2 separate regions of the Anser cygnoides genome follow, and region 1 is linked to region 2. Evidence: chromatin contacts called from public Hi-C data. All regions are on one chromosome and are shown on one strand. Each heading gives the region's core, a stretch centred on a gene start, on an enhancer-like site or on the middle of the called end of the contact. The rest is flanking DNA. Distances are from core to core; before and after follow the strand shown.

What was found. Hi-C and Micro-C count contacts between places; a contact is called where the count stands out from the background.
Region 1: a contact with region 2 is called in a Hi-C map of liver, with 13 times the contacts expected there. The contact joins the promoter of PARD6A here to the promoter of CFAP20 in region 2. A contact is called at or near these places in 2 of 7 Hi-C or Micro-C datasets (both in liver).

Annotation. Positions count from the first base shown.
Region 1 is chr12:11,764,036-11,768,537 of Taihu_goose_T2T_genome, reverse strand. PARD6A (par-6 family cell polarity regulator alpha) reads left to right here and starts at 1,971. Exons shown (of 3, transcript XM_067004567.1): 1 at 1,971-2,597; 2 at 3,770-3,992. The coding sequence starts at 2,535. HERPUD1 (homocysteine inducible ER protein with ubiquitin like domain 1) reads right to left here and starts at 812. Exons shown (of 8, transcript XM_067004565.1): 1 at 652-812; 2 at 311-388; 3 at 156-227. The coding sequence starts at 789.
Region 2 is chr12:11,581,618-11,586,076 of Taihu_goose_T2T_genome, reverse strand. It overlaps CFAP20 (cilia and flagella associated protein 20), which reads left to right and starts at 2,277. Exons shown (of 5, transcript XM_067004542.1): 1 at 2,277-2,515. The coding sequence starts at 2,432. LOC125183367 (a long non-coding RNA gene) reads right to left here and starts at 3,166. Exons shown (of 2, transcript XR_007165257.2): 1 at 2,747-3,166.

The sequences.
Region 1 (4,502 bases), core at 722-3,221, 180 kb before region 2:
AACCACAAGTTATTTTTGAGCTTAATCCAAATATGTTCTCACACTCCAAACCAATCAAGTTACCAGCAACACTGCCAATGCATTAGCAGGAAACACCTGCGTTATCAGCAAACTTCTACAACCCAAAGACTCAAAGCAGTACATTAGCTTAGTACCTCTGAGTTGGTTTCTTGCACATTTGCAGGAGCCTTGAGGTTGTACACCAAATGAAGAGCATGCAACTCCTCCTGCTAAAACATAAGTACAGGAAAAATGAATCTCTTGTGACACGCTCGGTGCACCTCAGCGCAGCAAAAAATATTTTTTATACCTTTGGCAGGAACTCCTGGAGATGCTGGTGATCGAGCAGCAGCTTCCCGCAATAAATCAGCTTCTGCTCCTCTTCGGGCTTTGAAGGAGAACAAAGAGCAGGGTTATTTGCTCGGCCGAGCTCGAAGCCGCCGACCGCAGCGCCGGCAGCCCCATGCGAGCAGCGCACCCACGGCAACCGCGGCGGGCAGCCCGGCCGCGTTAACGTTTAACAGGGGCCGGCCCCGGCGCCCGCCCGCCGTCACCGCAGGGCCCTGACGCGACACCCGCCCGCTGCAACCGCGCCCGGGCCTTGCGTCAGCCGGGCCCCCCCCCCCAAGCCCCGGCCCCCACGACCCTCACCGGCGCCCCGGGCACGATGCGGCGGAGCTCGGCCTTGAGGCGCCGCACGGTCCAGGCGGGCTCGGCGCGGAGGCGCAGGTCGGGGTGGCGCCGCGCGGGGCTGCGCACCAGCAGCGAGAGCTGCTGCGGCTCCGCCATGACGCGCGCGTAAGGCGGCGCCCCCCGCCGCCCGCCCCCTTTTATAGGCGCCCGCCGCGCCCCGCCCTCCTTCCCCGCCTCGTTGGCTGGAACCGATTGGCTGCGAAGGGGGGGGAGAGGAGGACACGTGGGCCAATGGGAAGGAGAGGCGGGGGCGGAGCGGCGGGGGGCGGAAGGAGGGCGGGGGCTCCGCGCCGCGTCACCATGGCGACCGCCCCCCCCCTCCCGGCCCGTGAGGGGCTCGCGGCGCGGCCTTGTCCCGCCGTGGGGCCGGGCCCCGGGAGCGTGGGGGCGAGATCGGGGCGAAGGCTCCGGGGGGTCCCCGAGCGGGGCCGAGGGGCTCCGTGCGCCTTGCGAGGAGGAAGAAAGCCGGCGGGGCCCGCCCCTGCCCGCAGCAGGCACCGTGGCAGCGGGGAGGGCTCGGAGCTGAGGCGGGGCCCCCGCGCCTCTGAGCACCCAGCAGCTGGGCCTGGGCACGCGGGTGTCCCCCCCCCGGGTCAGGGACACAGCCGGCAGCCCGCGCCGCGGTCCCGGCAGCTGGCTCAGAGCTCCTGAAACCCAGGCAAAACAAACACCTGCCCCGACCCTGCCGGCTTATCTCGGGGCTTGGGGCCTGGGGCTTGTGCCGTGGCCGCAGCTGCAGGGGCGCCGCTCAGAGCAGGGGCGTGACCGGCAGGTGGGCCTTACAGCAATTAACTCCGAACAATTAACCCCGATTTACCAAAATCCGAGCCGAAGGGCTCCAAGCGTCCTCTGCCACCAAGCGTCTGCGCAAACGTTAACCCTGCTGTAATCGGGATTATCTCTCTGACCTCAACGCAGTTAGCCTGTTAAAAAAAAATAAAAACAAAACAAAACAAAACAAAAAAACCAACTCAGAATTAAACCCGGGGCTGAAATCGCCAGTTAGTTCACAGCTCCGCTTGTGAGCCCCTCTCGGCTCACGCCGCTGACCGCAGCCGGCGGGGAGTTTCCCGGAGCACGAGGAGGGGTCCGGCGGCCCCGGAGCCCTGCGGCCCCCCCGCCGCACCGGGCAGCAGCGGGGTGCGGGGCACAGCCCGCCTGCCCCGGGCCCCGCGCGGGGGCGGTGTCGGGCTGCCCGGAGGTGGCTCTGTGGGGCTGGGGAGGGCAAAGATCGGGAGCGCGATCCGGGCGAGCGGGGCTGGTTGTCAGGGTTTAGCTCGAGGTGCGTTCAGTGCCTGTACGGTTCGTTCGGTGCCGGTTAGGCCCCGGGCTTGAGCAGGTTCCTGGTTCTTCGAGCCCGTGAGCCTGGGGGAGCCGGTGGGTGCGCGGGGGCTCGCAGCCCCGCTTCCCCCTGCCACCAACCAGCTCGTTCCGCCGCGCAGGAACGCTGCCCGCCTCCCCGGGGTGAACCGCCGCAGGGATCCCCGCCTCCCCACGGCCACGCCGCCCTGAGGCGGTAACGAAACCGTCCCGCCGGGCCGGGGACGGCAGCCGGGGGCAGCTCGCGGGCGCGGGGCCGGGAACGCGCCGGGCTCCCCGGGGCCGCCCCGTCCCGGTGCCGGTGCCGGTGCCGTGCTCGGGCCGCGCCGCCGGCCCCGCTGCCGTTGCCATGGCGACGTTGTCAGCGCCCCGCTCCCCCCGCCCCGGCCGCGCGCCGCGCCGCGCCGAGCCCCGCCCCCGCGCCCCGCCTCGGCCAATGGCGCGGCGCCGCCCGGCCGGCTGCCGGGTGACGTCACGGCCGGTGTAAATCCCCCGTGGCCGCGGGAGCGGGGCGGCGCAGCATGGCCAAGCACCACCGCACGCCGGCGCGCTCCGCCGAGCCCGTCATCGAGGTCAAGAGCAAGGTAAGCGCCGGCGCCGGTACCGGTGCCCGGCCGGCAGCTCACGTTGGGGGCGGCAGCGCGCACCGGGCGGCGGCGGCGCGGGAGCCCGGCCGCGATGCGCCCCGCTCCGCTCCGCTCCCCGGCGTTGCGGCGGCGCAGCCCGGGGCCTGCCCCCGAGCCCGAGCCCGAGCCCGGCCGCCGCGGAATCCCAACGCGGGGCTGTCGCGGCCGGTGCCGGCCGCGGGAGCACCGCCGGGGCGCGCCCGCCGGGTGTCGGGCAGGCGGGCAGCACGGCCCCGCCGGTGGCCCCGGCCGCGGCCACCCCGCGGCCACCCCGCGGCCAGCTGTGCGCGCTCGCCGGGGCGCGCTTCCCGGGGCTGCCAGCAGCCAGCCGTGCCGCCTCCCCCCGCCGCACCTGCCCCCCGCACCCCGATGCGTGCCTGCCCGGCGCATCCCTGCCCGGCTGTGCCTGCCTGCCCAGTCCCGCAGCCGCCACCCCCGGGTTGCGCGCTTGGCCGGCTGCAGCCCGCACAGACGTGCCGCTGCTGGCCCCTTACGAGGTGCTCGTGGTCCCCTGGGGTCCTGCCAGGGGGTGAACTCCAGCCGCGTCCCCCACCCCGGGTGCCCCTCGCAGCAGGACGCGGCGGTCTGACAGGTTTGGGTCCCCAGCCCAAATCCTCCCTGGGGAGAGTTCCTTGCCCCCCGCAGACCTGGTGGGTTTGCGCCAGCTCCTGATTGCCAGTCTTCTCCTAGGGCTTTCCCCGGCTTTACAGCGCCTGTCCCACTCCATCCTGGGGGGCTTTGCCACGGCACAGCTGGTCCCGCATCCCCGGCACCCGCGCTGGGGCGTGCGGTGCTCTCCTCCCCAGGGTGCACCCAGCACCGCTGCCCGCCCTGCAGGTGCGGTGCCATCCCTCCTGCTGCCTTCCTGAGCCTGTTCTTAATCGGCTTCTCATTTGTCGTGACCGAAGGAGGCAATAATTAACGCTGCTGCTCACGACGTGCTACAGCAGTACACGTCACAGGCAAGGGCCTCCTGGTGTCACGGTCCCCCCATGCCGGCTGGGGATAGAGGCTCAGCCAGCCGCTGCCCTGTCTCCAGACTAGTGCCCCGTTAATAACAGGTGGAGGGTCCTGCTGCGCCTTCCTCCAGTGTGCGAGCGCCTTTACCTCCTCTTCCTCCTTCTCTGCAGTTTGATGCTGAGTTTCGCCGTTTCGCCATCAAGCGCTCCAGTGTGGGCACGTTCCAGGACTTCTATCGCCTGCTGCAGAGCGTGCACCAGATCCCCCGCGTGGACGTGCTGCTGGGCTACACGGACGTGCACGGCGACCTGCTGCCCATCAACAATGACGACAACTACCACAAGGCCCTGTCCTCCGCCAACCCCCTCCTCAGGGTCATCATCCAGAAAAAGGGTCAGTAGCAGCCAGAGAATGGTGCTGGATCCGTCCTCTCCGTGAAAAGAGATGAGCAGGGCAGACAGCATCCCATGGCTCCCGTGCTGGCCGCAGGGCTGGCTCTGTCCCCTCCTGCCACTGCTTTGGTGGATGGCTCGGGAGGAGGTGACACCTCTGCCACCCAGCCTGGCCCCACGCTGCCCGGACAGCAAAGGGAATCCTTGTGCTTTGCCCCATTGAAGTTGCATTTCCAGCTGGGCTTGTGTGGGCTCCCTGAAAACACAGCAGCTGCTGCCAGAGCCCATCCGTCTCCCTGCCCCAAGGTGGGGGTGCCACTGTGTTGTCAGGGCTCTTGGGGCACCACCGGGGGCTTTGCAGGGGGAGGGGGCTCGCCCCCTTCCTGGCTGCCCAGGGCCTTGTCCGGGCTGCAGGAGCGCATACCTGGAGAGCAGCTCGTATCGGAGTGCGAAACAGCCGTGATAGCAGCGTGCCGATCACAGCTGCCTGGTGCTGCAAGGCTGAAAGCCT
Region 2 (4,459 bases), core at 1,028-3,527:
TACAGTGTACTCCAAACCATTGACAAGGTATAGCTGATAATTTCTAAATCATGCCTTGCTTTTATGTGCTCTACTTGTTTGTGTAAGAATTAACAGCCTGATAGTGTGGAATTGTAAACGGAGGAGAAAGCACTGCTATCCCAGGTGCTACAAGGGACTGTACATTTGACACAGTCGGAGCATTTGTGGCCCAAGGGAGAGACAAGCACAACTGGCAAAGGATGTGATCACCAGTGGGATTTGAAGGAGGTATTTTGTAGCAACAACAGCTATCCAGGGCCCTGGAGTTAAACAGCACAGCTATCAAACTGATGCAGGATGATAAATTGTATGCTATTTAGTGTCTGTGCATTGCAGGTAGACGCTATAGCCATTATTTCAGCAGGTAGAAATGTAATATAGTTCTGTTTAAAAATGCAATTTCTAGCTCAAGCTGTCCCTGTTAAGCCTCTTCAGTTGTGCAAGGCTCTGTCTATATGTAAAAGCATTTTCACAACAGTAAAGTTGTACATCAGCCTCCCCTGACATTGGCAAGGCACCGCATCTTATCCCAGTTCAGAAAAAGACAAAAACGTTTCTTTGTAGTCATTCAGTAAGACCCAAGAGTTGTTGATGGCTCCCTTATCTCAGAGCATGACGATGGACACAATCCAACAGCTAACACTTCCCACTGGAAGCTAGGCCAGAGCTGAAAGCAATAACAATTTAAAAGGAGTACGTAAACAGCATGAAAAAATAGGGTTATACAATGTAAGCTGACACGTCTTGCTCGTGCTCAGATAAGGATTGCTTCTGAAGATGAAATGGATTTGGCTCTTGTCTTTGTGCCTTAGAGATTTCCTGAACAAATAAATGGTACCTTGGCAGCCAGACAGCACAGACACTGCAGGGATAGGACTCTACCCACCCATGTACTCCTGTGCAAGTGGTTTCATAAAACCTGACTGCAGAGGATTTTGCTCATCAGCATCAGTGAAGGGTAGTGGCACCATTTTGGCTTAAGCAGAGACAGCTGGTGAAGGGCAGAGAGGGAGAATCCCTTGCTCTTGCATTCAGCCACATCGCGTCACCTGTTCCCTACACTCATGGGAAGACACTTTGCGCTCTTGCCTCCACTGTTACTTTGGAAAGTCATTTATGCCTTGGTTTTGGTGCCTGTCTCTGCATGCACTGAGCTGGGTACTTCTGCAGATGCCAGTGGCCCCGGGCAGACTGCCCGCAACCCAACAGAGAGCATAGTCCTTCAGTGGCCGTGCCGTCCATATTCCTAGACCCAGGAGATGGAGCTGCTCTAGAAGGGCAATGATGCCTCTGTCCATTAACCCACAAATCCAGGCCACCAGGTGGCCACGGGTCTGCACATGCCAGCACAAACAAGCCAGCCACTGGAGCTGCTGGCTCGGGGAGGAGACCTCTGCGCGGCCCAGAGCACCAAGCAGAAGGTGGGGTCTTTGTGGTGATAGATAGCGCCGCTGCTGCTGCTGTGTTTGAGAGATTTCCTTCCCTGCCTGCCTTCCTCCTGGTCTGCCTCATGACAGGTGTCTCTGGTGTCAGTGGGTGGACCCGACGATCTCTTGAGGTCCCTTCCAACCCTACAATTCTGTGATTCTGCGATTTCCACACCACGATGGAGCAATGTTGGAGCAGGTCCAGAGGGCCACAAAAATGTTGGAGGACCCTCCTGTGAGGAGAGGTTGAAGGAGCTGGGGTTGTTTAGCCTGAAGAGGACGCTTTGGGGAGACCTTGTGGCAGGCTTTCAATAAATAAAGGGGGCTTATAAGGAAGACAAGAAGTCTTTAGCAGAGCCTGCAGTGACAGGACAAGGGGCACTTTAAACTAAAAGAAGGTAGATTTAGAGGGGATATAACAAAGAAATTTTCACGATGAGGGTGGTGACACGCTGGGACAGGCTGCCTAGAGAAGAAGCGGATGCCCCGTCGTTGGAACTGTTCAAAGTTGGGTCGGACGGGGCTTTGAGCAACACGGTCTGGTGACGGCAGAGGGTTGGACTGGGTGCCCTTCAAGGGTCCCTTCCAACCCAACCCAGCCTGCGATCCTGTGACAACAGCGGCCCGAAGAGCCGCCTGAGGGAACGCCGCCAGGAGAGACCTGCAGGAGGCTTCCCCGGCAGGCGCGGGGTGTGCGGGTGTCCCCGCAGCTCCCGAAGGGCGGCACCACCCCCGGCACCCCACCCCCGGCACCGCCACCCCCGGGGGGGGCGAACGCCGGGCCCCGCGCCCAGGCCGCGGCCCCGTTGCCCCGGCAGCGCCGCCCCCGGAAGCGGCGTTGCGCGGGGAGCGGAGCCTCGGGGATCGGCGGCGCCGCCACCCGGCAGCACCGGCCCCGGCCCCGGCCCCGATCCCGGCGGCGCTGCTGCTGCTGCTGCTGCTGCTGCGTCCCTGCGCGGAGCGGCGGCCCCGGCCCCGCCGCCATGTTCAAGAACACGTTCCAGAGCGGGTTCCTCTCGGTGCTCTACAGCATCGGCAGCAAGCCGCTGCAGATCTGGGACAAGAAGGTGCGGAGCGGGGCGGGGGCGGCGGGGCCGGGGCGAGCCGAGGGCGGCGCTGCCCCTGCGTGCCGCAAACCGGCGGGGTTCCCCCTCCCGAGCCTCGCCGCGTCGCGTTTCCCCCCCCCCCCCCGGCCCGTCCTCGGGGTACCTGCGCTGCCCCCCCCCCCCCCCCCGGCTGTATCCCCCCGCAGGCTCCCCGCTCCCAGGCGCGTTCAGCCCCTCGCGTTCCGGCCTAACCTGGGTCTCTGGTGGCCTGGAAAAGAGCAGAGGCCCCCGCGGCGGCTCGGCGGGGCTGTGTGCTGCCCTGAGAGGGCTGGTGCAGGGACCGAGCGGGGACGGGGACAGGCACAGCCGGCACAGCCTCCTCCCCGCGGGCAGGGAGCACCGGGCTGCCTCGCATGGGCTGGCTGCTCCCATGTGCCTGTCTTAGGGCTTCTGCGTGAACGCCTCTGGCTTTAAAAAGGGGTCGGCAGCTTGTTTGTGCGATGCAAGGCCAGCACGCAGAGGGACGCAGCGTGTCTCCAGCCTGGGTAAAGCCGTAGGCAGCCCGGTCTGGCCCTGCTCTGAGGAGGAGGTTGTGGTGGAGACCTGAAGCAGCATGAACTGCCGTGTGCGTGGTGGCACTACCGTGTCCGTGCAGCTTGTGGGGCGTGCAGCGGGAGCTGGGCTCGTGGGGTTTACATAAGCAATGTCTGTTTGTACACAAGGCCTGACCACGCTGGCCAGAGAAGATTAACGCAGAGTTTGCAGTGCTGTTGCCAAGAGCAGCACCTATGTGTGTGTGTGCAGGCTGCTTTTTGTCACCCGCTGTAGTGCCTCTGTGCAGCCGGTCCTTAGCACCACGGTCACAGCAGCCCCACGCCCTGTGAGCAGCAGAGCCACGCGCGAGTGCTTGTCCTGCTCAGGCCTCTGTCCTCAGGAAGCACCTCTAGCTTGGACCAGCTTCTTGGGAAGACTGCCTTGCTCACAAAGGTGTGGGGTGAAATTGGGGTGGGTTTTCTGACCTCTTTACCTGCGGATGTCAGTGCATTCAGTCTTTCCATTCACTTTTGCATTTAAAATGGGTTGAGGTTGTGGGTTTGTAACAGCTTCGTCGCTGCTGTTCTAACACCCTTGGTGCGTTTACAGCAGCAGGAGGCAAAGGGTGGCGCTTAGGACATGTTGGAGCTGAGAGAGGAGTCCTTGCAGGTCCATGCTTGGCCATCACCTCTACACAGCTCCTCCAGAACCCCAGGTTGTGCTGCGGTTCTGTTTGTTGGGCGGTGCACGGGCTGTGTGAACGTACACCGAGGGAAGTGCCACTGATGGTTTGGGGCTGCCACGCTGCTGAGGAAGCCTCTCCGGCTTGATGCAGGAGTCGCCAGGTCTGCAGCAGCGGGGCAAGCCAGTGTCTGGCTTGGGCAGCGTGCGCTTGCTGGCAGGGCACCGTGCGTGCCGGCGTGCTGGAGGCATGCGGACACAGCCTGTACCCGGGCTGTCCACTGCTGGGCTGGGTGCTTTCACAGCAGGCAAGCATAATGACTGCCAACCGCAGTCCGTATTGGAGAAGTGAGCAGGCCTGAAGTGAGTATGTGATCAAAGGTTGTGAGGATTTTTCCAGTTTTTTATTCATGGGGAAATGATGATCTGTCCGAACACAGACATCCCAAGAATCATACAGCTCTGGCATTTCTACTGGAGAGGGTTATTTGGGGCTGGGGCATCGGGAAGGGGAGAAAACTTGATGGTAATTAATACTACAAAAATGAAGATGAGCCAGCAGTGTGCCCTGGCAGCCAAAAAGGCCAGCCGTGTCCTGGGGTGCCTCAGGCACAGCACTGCTGGCTGGTGAGGGAAGGGATTGTCCTGCTCTGCTCCGCACTGGTGCGGCCTCACCTTGAGGACTGGGTGCAGGTTTGGGCATCAAAATATAAGCACATAAAACTACCAGGGAGCATCCAGAGGAGGGCT